Regions from separate parts of the Drosophila melanogaster genome. Here all the other regions are linked to region 3. The links are chromatin contacts, called in public Hi-C maps. All regions are on one chromosome and are shown on one strand. The core of a region is the stretch at or near the end of the contact, and the rest is flanking DNA. Distances in the headings are between cores, read along the strand shown. Region 1 holds the start of CG13813. Region 2 holds the start of Ssk (Snakeskin). Region 3 holds the start of CG14183. Region 4 holds the start of Papss (PAPS synthetase).

Region 1 (3,065 bases), core at 13-2,512, 200 kb after region 3:
AATGGCAATGAAACGAAAGCTTAACCTTAGCCGTTAAAAGCTCCTGTTTGCAAACTTCTACGAATTAGCATTGGTGGGTCTCAGGGGCGAAAAGCTCGGAAGTGCACTCGGTTAGAGCCGATCGGTGGGGGTGAATATATGTAAACGTATACATACATACGTACATGTGTGCCGCTAGAACGGGTTAGATCCGATCGTGCTATACCGTGCACGAGCTTTCTTGGGGGCGTGCATGTACCACGATTGTCAAGTTCAATGGCCGATATTTACGGTTCGCGGGTAATACTCAAAAAGCTTCGGCGGTGGGCATGGTTTGGTTTGGTATGGTATGATGGTATGACAAAAAGTTAAGTTTGATTTTTGTTTTCCTGAATCGCATTCTTTTCTAACTACTTGTATAGTAGCTTGCATATACGAGTAAGTCCGCCGCGAGTGTATGTTCGCATTAGCAATGGCCTTGAGCCGGGTCATCGACCGAAGCTACTGACGTTAGAGCTGAAAATAGAGCACAATAAGAAGTGCACTATCGTTCCTATCGATTGGCCTAAATATTTTGTGCAAACCCTTCTGGATTTGGGCAATGTTGCTGCTTTACAAACAAAACAAATAGATTAATCATGGGGTAAATATTAGTATTGCAGCGAAACCGAAAAACCTAGTTTCAAAGCTAAATAATTGAAGCTCTTTAGTTTGAATGTATCTTAGTTACTGGTGCAACTAGTAAAATCTGCAAACATTTTAGTTATGATTTGAATTAAACTACCAAAAACGTTTGGGGAAAACAGTACAAAAAATTCCCTTCTAAGTTCGTTGCTCTTTATCGGCTACGTAATTTGACGAATTGTTGGAAATGGTCTTAAATAAAATATAAAAAAATATAAATATATAAGACATATGAATATATAAAAAATCATGGACTATAGTGATCTCAATTAAATAAGTGTTATGCTGTTGTAAAGAAGATGAGTTTATAAAAATCGCATATTTTCTATATATCGAGAAATCCATATAAGCAATGATATCGATGATGTTAGTAAAGATGGTTTTACGAATATTCCACGCAATACAAACCCAGTACCATCGATTTAAAAACAAACTCTAATATCTATTCGTTAGTTTAGAAGCAATAAGGATGCCCACTTAACCATTCACCATTCAATCGGTCACGTGGCTTCTATCATCAGCACCACCCTCAATGCAGCGCAACTAGTGTGGAGCTTTTCGGCCGACGAACTATAAAAGCCGAAACAAATGTTGAAGTAGTTCACTTGGAAATATAGATTCAACGACGAAGATTCAAGCCAGGTAACAAAATGAGCGATAACGAGCTTTCATACGCCGTTACCCGAGTCCTTTTGGAGCTGTATCAACGCCATGGTATACCTATGGTCTCGCAACCAATGGCCGGAGTTGGGGAGAATGCCTACGGACAGGTTCTCCGGGTGAGTTGGCCCACGATCGTGGACGCAGCCACCGTGGTGGTCAAAATGGCGCCTAGGAACGAGGCCCGAAGATCCCATATGCACGTCGTGGACTACTATGCTCGTGAAGTCTTCATGTACCAGAAGGTGTTTCCCGTTTTCCGGGCGCTATCTCCAGATCGGAACACTTTCACCGTGGCGCCGGCCCTACAGGCCAATGACTTGAAAGCTCCCGATGAGTTCTTGATATTCGAGGACCTGTCTGAGAGTGGATTTCGGCCCAATTCACGCTGTATTATGCCTACCTACGACATCGTGGTCTGCTCCCTGAAAGCTTTAGCGGAGCTGCATGCGTGCTCCTTCATCCTGCAGCAGACCGATCCCTTGCAGTTCAAGCAGTTGGTGGAGTTCGTGGAGAAGGACAACCTATTTACATCTGACATTGAGGAGGTCACAATTGAGTTTGGAAAGGCGCAGCTGCGCAAGGCGAGAATCATCCTGAAAGAATCCGATGGCGACCAAGTGGCCGCGGTCCAGGAAGTCCTGCAATTGTGTGAAAACCAGCTGAAATCCTTGGCTCTTTACTGTGTGGATGGAAAGGCGCAGGCGCCACATGCTGTTATCTGTCACGGTGACTTCTGGAATAACAATATTCTCTATAGACATGAGGTAATTAATCCTTCTAGTTCTAAGTTATTATCTAAATAAGCTACTATTGCTATTCCCCAGCCTAATTCTGATCAACCTGTGGAGGCCAAGCTGATCGACTTTCAAATGTCTCGCTATGCACCGCCGGTACTGGACATAGTCCATTACCTGTTTGCCTGCACGGAGAAACGATTGCGGGACGAGCACTTCCCCGACTTTATGGATGCTTACTACAACACGATGGACCAGAAATTGAAGTCCTGCAATCTTTCCCTCGAGGGCATATATCCGCGCAGCGTCTTCAATCGGCAATTGCAACAGTACGGCGTTTACGGCTTGATAATGGGAGCATTTTCGCTACCCTTTTTCATTTCCAATGCCAACGAAGTGATTGATATCGATACTGTTTCCGAGGCCATCCAAAGTATTTCGACATCCTCTGATGAACCCAAGTACAAGGAGCTCATTGAAGAATACGAAATGCTCAACGCCCGGACTTTACCAATTTTCAAGCGGCGAATCACTGGTATCGTCGAGGATCTTATAAAATACAACATGACGGAGCCGCTGTTCAAAATGGACTCCGAGCAGTGCTAAAGTATTATAGATAATAACATTAATAGAACATTTCCCATAGAAGTTAAAGGTGTAAATATGTTGCGTGTAAGCGAGGCAAAACTAAAGCTTCTGCCAGTATACATATGTGATTCTTTCATATTTATTCAGGGAACTCTAAGATTCTAAAAATTCACAACTTAAATTAAAATCCGCATAACAAATAAAGTTAACTAAATGTCTGCAACTGGATTGTGTAACTAGAGTTTAAACTAAGTATGTACAATTAGTAAGTATGTATAGTGTTGATGCTGATAATGTTTTCCTTACCACGTCGGTAGAAAAACACAATTTGATTGTTTGCGGGTGTTTAAGGTAAATTATCTTCTTAAGAAATGCTACCAAATAAATCTTAATTTGAAATTTAGCAAAACAGAATGC
Region 2 (2,940 bases), core at 161-2,660, 160 kb after region 3:
TTATTACCTTTAATTAAATAAATCTTATTCAATTACTTGTTTTCCCTAAGCAAATACTATTCTTAAGGCATTCAAGCACGTTTAATCACATTTTAAAAACTTGTATACAAAAGAGACAATTTCCGCTAAAACAACATATTTATTTTGAAAAGCTTAGGTTGGAAAGTTAGTTGTATGCTAAAATTAAATTTTCTGAAATGAAATCCAATAATACCCTCGGCACAGCGTAAATAATACTTGTTTATATATAGTACTCATGAATATCAGTGTGTATACTTGCTACTCAATGCGGGTCATAAAAAAAACCCTTGATGAGGTGTGATCTCATGTTTGTTCCATGTTCTGAACTTATGATTTATACAAGCACATTTTAATGTCGGCCTTAAATACAAAACACAGGGCACGAGGTGCCAAATGTGCAGTATAGTTAATTTCCCACGCCCTCCAAACTTATGCAATTATTCATTTGTCCAAAAACCATATGCATCCATTTTCAATTAGTTTTTAAACATTGAATTTAGAAACAAGGGACTGTAACTATTTCTAACTAAGTTCTTTCTTTTCTTCGTGACCTGAAAATTGTTTGCTTTTCATGTTACACAGTGTTCTTAAAACGCACCATTCATCCAAGAGTTGTATTTTTATACACCATTTTACTGTGATAAATAGGCAATATGTAAATCGAGGAACCCCACATCAACCGCAAGTTGCTTTTTTGCTCCCCAATTGCTCCTATCATTTTGCATTGTGCTCTTCCAATTGATTCGAAATCTCGAACATGGGCCACCTACAGCCACGATTATTGTGCTAGGGTTGTGATAATTGAAATGCAGATTAGGTTCCAGTGACTTTTTGTGTGTCTGAGACTTTTTAATCAGTAGCTGGAATCCACTGGGCTATCGATCATCGGAATCGTGACAAGGTCAGTGAATTTTTAATCTGTTCGAGGGATGCACCACCGGGAGCTTTATCAGTGGGAATGGGAATGGGTCACCACGAAAGTATTTCAGAAATACATCGATGACGCAAGAATAATTGTTTCCGGTCTCTCAGAGCCGCGGGTATGTTTCCCCGTTTTGTGGCTTTGTGGCCGCCATGAATAATGTGTAACAATGCTGTGGAAAGCGGCAAATCGGAGCACCTGATATATCGCGATGTAAGGCGACAGAGCTGCGATAAGGCCGTTTTGATAAGATACGCGGGTGGGGCTGGCGCATGCGCATCTGGGTTTCATTGGGCTTCGGAGCCTGAACATGTTGAACCGTCAACGAATTAGTAACCCATTTCGAACGGCACCTGTTATCGTGAGCCCTATCTTATCTTATCGCTGACCGTGTATGCTCTGATTGCAAAAGCTACAAATTCTTGGCGACACGACGAACTGGGCGCGACAGGTTGGTTGGTTGCCTTTCAGTGATATTTTTCAGTTTAGTCGACGAACGACAACGATACGAAAACGAATCATTTCGCTGTAGTTTCCGCGTGAAAATTACAGAAAAGATTGTGAGTGCCCCTTGACTGGGAGAAACCCCTCTGTGAACTAAAGCATTTGCCCAAATTCCAGCTCAGCGATAAGAGCAATCAGCATATCTAGTGCGAAATGGTGTCCGTGGAGACTGTAGGCTCTATTTTCATCAAGGCCCTGAAGCTGGTAAGTTTTGGGCTTCTTTGGTCCCTTCCTATTGAGCAATAGCCTGTTTGTGGTCGCAATAACTCGGCTGATAGATAAGCGCGCGTTTTATCAGTCCTGGCGTATTAGCAATGTTACTCATACGCCGAGTTGTACGGCAAGGCGAGGCGTGGCCAAGAAGTGATTCATTCATTCCCATTCCCAATTGTGACCTCATTTAATTGCTCTCCTGTGCGCTCCTTTTTCGCAGATCATCAATCTGGTGATCATCTTCTTGTACCGTTGGGGCGATGGTGGCGAATTCCTGGGCATCGGCGGCACGTGGAACTTAAACGAGGAGAAGAGCGCCGATGCGGAAATCGTAGCCTCAGGCGTCATGGTTGGATTCTTGATTTACACTGGATGCCACACCATTGCCTTTGCCTTCGGCACAACCAAACATAAGGGGTATGTTGAATGCCGATATTGATTATAGCTGAACTTTGACCCGCATCTTATTCCTTTTCTTGTATTTTCCGCCCTTAATTCCACACTCTCAACTCACAACTGTTTGTTTTCAATGGCTTTCCGTTTTTCAGAGAGCTGTGCGACACCATCATGAACGTGGTTGGCTGCATCATGTGGATCGCCGTGGGCGGAGTGGCACTCCACTACTGGAAGGGTTACATGTCCGACGAGGGATTCCTGTATGTGAACTCGGAGCGTCAAGTGGGCATTGCCATGGGCTCGCTGTGCGTTATCGAGGGCGCACTGTACCTGCTGGACACCGTGTTGGCTTGCATACACTATTCGAAGGGCGACACCGACTACACGCAGTAGAAACTGAATAGTGGGGATACCAATCGCAGCCGCCGAATAAACACCATCCACATTTGTCTTTATACATAGATCGATTTAAGTGCAAATTAGTTATTATCCGCAATCAATTATCAACTATACGTTCGTAAGGGTCAATTGTCGCTGTACTATACACTAACTGTTTACAATTTTCATTCACGTTTAACATCCTTAAATTGGCAAATACAAATAGTTAAGACCACGCCACGGATAAAAGTTTTTGTGCATTTGGGAACTAATTAAGGGGATGCAATGGAATGCCACTTACTAGTAAGTATCAATTGTAACCTAAATCAACTAATTACCATCAGAACCCATTGATCGTGTTGCTCAGTTTCTTTTTTTCTGATATCATTGCAATTAATGAAAGATTATTTATATATATCATACATCATACGTAAGCATTTTGCTAATTTTTGTCAAAAAACGACAACTTAGATTTGTTGACTAAACTTTTCGACTTTAAACTAACA
Region 3 (3,014 bases), core at 49-2,548:
TTCCTTGTTTTACAGGATCGGGATAAGGATGAAAATTCCCAGTCGCGTCGTAGCTGTTAAGTACGAGTTATACGTTTTTGCCTTTTTTGCCTCAATGAAAAACAACTCACAATTCCTTGAACCATGCCCGGATATGATCGGATATATCTTCCATCATCCATGGACTTCGGAATTGCAGCAATCGGGTGCGCTCATCGTTGATCAAGTTGATGAAGTCCTCATCCAGCTTCTTCTTGAGCATCTCGTTCTTGTACATTTCCATAATAGAATTTGCCGTCTGATTGGGTCGCTTCAGTTTCCTAATTTTCTTCATACCATACAATTCCTCCTTGAACCGCTTCCTAATCTTAACTATTTTCCGCGTCTTGTAACCACGCCAACAACTTTGGATTTTACAAGCAGCATTGTTCTGTATTGCACTTAAGGCTTCCTCATCTAGAAAATAATTAAAAACCAAATTAATTGTTTTGAAACGATCTAGCTACTTGCCATCTATTGCGGTATCCGCTACATCATCCTTTTTGATAAGATTTTCGCAGGACTCGTCCGCCTTCAAGAAGTCAGCTGAAAAAATGGTTCTCTTCACGGGAATACTCATTGCCTGATCAGGCTTAAAGGTGAATTTGTAATTTATTTTCTTTCTTTGATGGACCTTGAGGAACTTTTTCTTGTCGTACTTTATGTTGGACTTGTAAACCCGAGCTCGGCGCGCCCTCTCGTGAGCTTGGATAAGCTTGACCGCCTCACTGATCGGAACCCAATCCTGGGCTGCCTTTTCTTCCTTTTCCTCATCGTTCATGTACAATCGGTTGTCGGCAATGATATTTTGAATGTCCAACGGGCGACGGTAAAGGAATTGTGGTGACCTCCATACGACCAGGTCCCGTGGTGTTAGCTTCCTAGCGATCAGCGCCTTATCTATGTAAATGTATTCGCTCATTTCCAAGTCTTTTAACTCCTCCTTGAGTTGCATTAGCTGCTGAGTGGCATTCTCCACCAAAACACGTACCAATGCCCGCTTTTGCACTTGGAAAGTATTGTGGTATATGAAACTTAACTTATTGACCAGCTCCACATACAAAACATAGAGCTCTGCGTAAATTTTATACGATACTGCCTTTTCCTCTGGCGGCTCAATCTTCTTCAGGCGGTTCTGCTTCTTGATTAATTTACCAATTTCCTTGCGCGTGTAGACCCAAAATTTATGGTTAAGATCGAACGACATTTTGGATTTTAGCTATATGTGTGTGTGTGTGCCTTCCTAAATAAAAAAAATGTCTTGCCGTGTTAAGAATATAGTATGTATTTATTTGCTTCTGTACACTTAATGAAAATAAGTCGATTACCTGGTTATTCAAGGGCTACTTAGTACCAATATAGATTTTGATTTTATATAAATTTATCACTTTATTTCACTTAAGATACGATAATCAGGGAATCCGGAAGGGAACAACCACGGCCTCTTTGTGGTCGATCTGTATGTGCGAGACACTGATGTGTGCCTTCTCGGTGAAGAGCTTCATCTAAAAACATACGAAATTGGTAAGCAACAAGCAATTTGCGAAAAGTAAAACTCACTTGAGCAGTGTCATCTGGATAGGTTGGCTTAGACAGATAGAACTGATGGCTTGGTACATCTTTAAGGAGACCTGTTGTTCATTTAATTGTTAGTCATCATTCACCCTTTCAATCTAGCTATATTGCAAACCTTTTGGTGCGATACTGGCGTGCTGGCCGTTGTTCCACTGTTGATGCAACCGCTGCGAGTACAATCTTATTCTATCGGCGTACTCCTGGTGCTCCAGGCTGTGACAGTCCATGGCTCCAACGTTTATCATGTTTCTGGAGAGCAAAGTAGCGTATAAGCGAATACAAATATAATATAGATAAGCGATAATTAGGGCTGTGTTGCTTTGTTGCATTGAACATCCCGATAAATGCTTGGGTATAACCATACTACATACTAGATCCTGCCATCGCTATAACTACGTAGGTATACTACTATAGTATAGTATAGTATAGCAATCGCTGTAAAATGCTAGCATTCCAATCAATGGAATTGTATATGATAGTGCCAAATGTGGACCCTATACACTATCAACTACGTACATCGCAGTATTCTGCACCAGTCTGGAGAGGGCGTTCTGATCGTCCTTCTTGGGAAGGGAGTGGGCGTAGTCGGTGCTGAGGCCATCGGAGTTGCTCCGTCGAAGGGCAGGACTATGGTTCACCGGGTCCACGAGAAGGTGTGTCCGCTCGTTCGGCTCGTTGGGCTGCAGATGGAACGCATTGTGTATTCGGTCTGTTGACGGGGAAAGGGGAATGTGCGGATTACCTGCGCACCTGGATCTTCGGTGCATTGCCAGCAGTTGCAGATCGAGGCTAGGTAGCTCCAAACAGAGTGCACATACTCCATTCTAAATGCAATTGTTCAATTGTTCTTTATTTTTTATGCAAGTTTTTCTAGGGATGGAATTGTACATATTCGATAAGATCAGTGCTACCAGACAGTTTAAAACAGCTGTATACATACTTGTTATCGATTAGGCGCTAAATATTACAATTTTAATCGGACATTAAATTCATGGGTTTTCATAAGGGAATACTAGTTTATTACTTACTGTTCCTAGCGTTATCCTTGTTTTATTTATTATGAAATACTTTTTATTGGGAATTAAGTTGATTTAAATTTATACTTTATTAATTTGTTATATTTTTATTGGAAATCGGCAATAATTGTGAAGATATTAAAAAATTTAACTGCTTTTGGTAGACATCAATTATTAATTTGAAATATTTATATTGCTGTTTTTTCTATCAACCTATATGACATTTTCCCCAACAGCCAGCCCACGAGAACGAGCACATTCTTGATTGATGAAGATGCCAAAATTTCAGCCAACGGAAGTTGCTTATCTCGTCGCTTCCTTCGTGCCAATCAAATGAATTGGGCCGCACATTTTTAATTGTGTCGCTCGAGCAGTAAGGACAAAGGATGCGGAGTACGCCAGCTA
Region 4 (2,700 bases), core at 189-2,688, 180 kb before region 3:
AATCCCAACCAGCAGCAACAGCAGCAGTTCATGCGCGGCGGCAACATGCGACCCGGCATGGCGCCCAACCAGATGAATCAGATGAACATGGGAGGTCAAGGCATGTCGCAGAATCCGATGATGCAGCAACAAATCCCACAGAATATGGTGGGCATGGTCAACCCGAATGCCAACCAAATGATGCAGAGCGGTGGAGCTCAGGGAGGCAACGGTGTGGGCGTTGGTGTTGGCGTCGGCGTTGGCGGTGCCGGCAACAATCCCAACATGGGCATGGGAGGCATGCCTCAGCAAGGCATGATACAACAGCAGCCGCAGCAACAGCCGCAGCAGCAGGTGCAGTTCCAGAACTTCCAGAATCAGTACCAGCAGCAGCAACAGCAGGGCATGCAGCAACAGGGCGGTGGAGCAGGCGTTGGAGTGGGCGTCGGCATGGCGCCCAATCAGCAGCAACAGCAGCAGGCCAACATGATGGGCAACTTCAATCCGCAGATGCAGCAGGGGAATCGCAACAATCCCGACTTTATGGCCGCCGCAGCGGTTGCCCAGCAGCAGCAACAACAACAACAGCAACAGCGCGTTGTTCCCGGAGGAATGATGGCCGGCAACCGGAACCAGTACATGAACCAGGCGCCCAACGTAACCATGTCCACCATGATGGGTCCGGGGCCGGGTGGCGTCGTCGGCCAGGTGCCTCCGTACGCCCGTCAGCAGTCGGCGGGAGGAGGCAAACCCGGCGTCCTCAACACCCAGCAGCAGTTCCAGCAGCAGCAACAGCAACAACAGCAGCTGAGGCACCAAATGATGCAGTTGCAGGGTATGGGTGGTGGGGCAGGCGGCGGCATGGGAGCCGGGCCTCAGCAGGGGGGTGGCGCCGTTGGCGGTGGCGCCGGAGGCGGAATGGTGCCGCAGCAGCAGAGCATGAACCAGCAACAAACGCCGAATCTGGTGGCTCAGCTCCAGCGGCAGAACATGATGGGCCAGCAGCAGTATCAACCACCACCGTACTAGATCGAAGACACTTCTTAATCGTAAGCCTAGTCCTAATCCTTTATTTATCAGATGAATTTGCAATAAACGTACATTCAGAACGAACTTTGTTTTTCATACAAATTTGATTTGGGATATTACAAAAATATTAAATATTTAGCAGCTACATTTTAATAAAGTTTCAACTTTTTTTGTCTATTTTTTCATCCATTGGAACATAAGTTATGTTTCAATGGGTTACTAAAAAGCGGTTATAAAAAAGTAGTATTGACTTTAATTTAATTTGCAATTGGAATTTTTCTTACAACTATGCGATAGTTTAGTTAAAATATTAATTAAATTAATAAATTTGTTTTTACATTAGCAATGTAGTGGGCTATCGTTTAACCATCGTACACTTGGGCCACCTCTAATCAGCTGAGCGCCGATGGCTGCGTTGGTGTGCGTGGGTGTTTGTGTGCATGTGAATTAGTAATAATACAGTTCTCGTATCCCAAATTTAAACGTTTGCTTGCGATATAACTAGACTTTAAGCTATTTAGTGCAATAGTCCAGCTGCTGCGAGTGCTACACCTATTTGGAAAACAGTAAGCCAGCCAACGGTTACTTCCGTGGCGCACTTCATTCATCGATTGCACCGAATTCCGACTCGAAGTACTACTTTTCGCAGTTTTGTTTGGAATTGCTTGGCAGGAGGACGTGCTACTTTGGTGGGTCATAATAGGCGAGCACAGTTCCCCTCGAGAAATGAGTGAAGTTCCGGAGAGCAGCAAAAAGCGTCAAAAGACGGTGAGTATTAGATATGTACATATGTGGCCCTGTGCCCAAAAAAGCTGAGCAAACCCAATTTCTCTAACTCTATTAGAACAAGTGGGCCGAAAAAATTCACCTACAGCTGTGGAATATGTTTGAATTTATCAATCTATTTGATCAGCCTGAGTTGTTTGAATATACATATGTATCTTCAGATCCCCAGATCTCTTTCCCATGTTCTCCCAAACGCATTGTTTCCATCTCCCGGTTAATATTCTCTCCATATGGGTCGCCGGACACGTAACACCAGAATTCCCGGCCTAATCTTATCTTACGCCATGGAAATGACGTTTACCCCACATTAAAATTCGCACTTGACTTCCAAAAAGCATCTATTGCATGCTTGCAGTTGATAAGACTGACTTCACCATACATTTTTTAATTATACTACAATGTATAGAAATATTTAAAATGTATTTGTCGAGAAATGTTGATTCGGCAGAAATATTTTGTACACATGCAAATAAAACCGCAAGACTTGCATTTAATTTTTTCCAGCAGTCTGATTAAAAACAATCGTTTTTAATACTTGAAAAAATATAAATAAATTTTTGAGATAGGTTTGGAATTCCGGCATTAACTTGTTCCGAAGAAAAGTCCTCTTCTTCAATTACAAACCATCTCAACATGAGGTAAAACAATGAATAACTTATGCAACAGGCAACTATTTCCTTGATAACAACTGGTTGCCACAGCGAATGTTGTTGCTATGGCTAAAACAGGTTCAAATTAGGAAGAAAGTCTTGCGAGCCAACTAAAGTGGTAGTTGCAGTAAAGGTGTCAAGTCGGAGACATCAACTCGAATGGGCTACTTTGTGGTCGCAGTTGGCCAAAAGTAGTTGAAACTTGGTTTGCTTCACCGGCTTCACTTGCAGGTTGAATGACCGCAGAGATAACTTG

Evidence for each region. A called contact is a pair of places that touch in the nucleus more often than the background predicts.
Region 1: a contact with region 3 is called in a Hi-C map of the Kc167 cell line, with 1.8 times the contacts expected there. A contact is called at or near these places in 56 of 107 Hi-C or Micro-C datasets (the D17-c3 cell line, the Kc167 cell line, the ML-DmBG3-c2 cell line and 18 more) and 1 of 7 datasets of targeted methods (the Kc167 cell line).
Region 2: a Hi-C map of the Kc167 cell line shows a contact between it and region 3, with 2.8 times the contacts expected there. A contact is called at or near these places in 7 of 107 Hi-C or Micro-C datasets (the Clone 8 cell line, the Kc167 cell line, the S2 cell line and 1 more) and 1 of 7 datasets of targeted methods (the Kc167 cell line).
Region 4: a contact with region 3 is called in a Hi-C map of the Kc167 cell line, with 3 times the contacts expected there. A contact is called at or near these places in 10 of 107 Hi-C or Micro-C datasets (the Clone 8 cell line, the Kc167 cell line, the S2 cell line and 3 more).

What each region holds. Positions count from the first base shown.
Region 1 is chr3L:20,230,407-20,233,471 of dm6, forward strand. CG13813 reads left to right here and starts at 1,263. Exons shown (of 2, transcript NM_140938.3): 1 at 1,263-2,090; 2 at 2,151-2,849. The coding sequence starts at 1,314. The coding sequence ends at 2,666. It overlaps CG17233, which reads right to left. Exons shown (of 11, transcript NM_001259912.1): 11 at 2,767-3,065.
Region 2 is chr3L:20,187,112-20,190,051 of dm6, forward strand. It overlaps Ssk (Snakeskin), which reads left to right and starts at 1,411. Exons shown (of 3, transcript NM_168831.3): 1 at 1,411-1,651; 2 at 1,881-2,077; 3 at 2,209-2,668. The coding sequence starts at 1,601. The coding sequence ends at 2,449. All of the region lies in intron 2 of CG42674, which reads right to left.
Region 3 is chr3L:20,026,537-20,029,550 of dm6, forward strand. CG14183 reads right to left here and starts at 1,299. Exons shown (of 8, transcript NM_140915.4): 1 at 490-1,299; 2 at 111-435; 3 at 1-53. The coding sequence starts at 1,225. It overlaps Lamtor1 (Late endosomal/lysosomal adaptor, MAPK and MTOR activator 1), which reads right to left and starts at 2,484. Exons shown (of 5, transcript NM_140916.3): 1 at 2,336-2,484; 2 at 2,110-2,273; 3 at 1,709-1,842; 4 at 1,579-1,649; 5 at 1,283-1,523. The coding sequence starts at 2,416. The coding sequence ends at 1,431.
Region 4 is chr3L:19,843,855-19,846,554 of dm6, forward strand. It overlaps Papss (PAPS synthetase), which reads left to right and starts at 1,439. Exons shown (of 4, transcript NM_168823.3): 1 at 1,439-1,776. The coding sequence starts at 1,735. It overlaps kto (kohtalo), which reads left to right. Exons shown (of 8, transcript NM_080047.2): 8 at 1-1,090. The coding sequence ends at 1,008.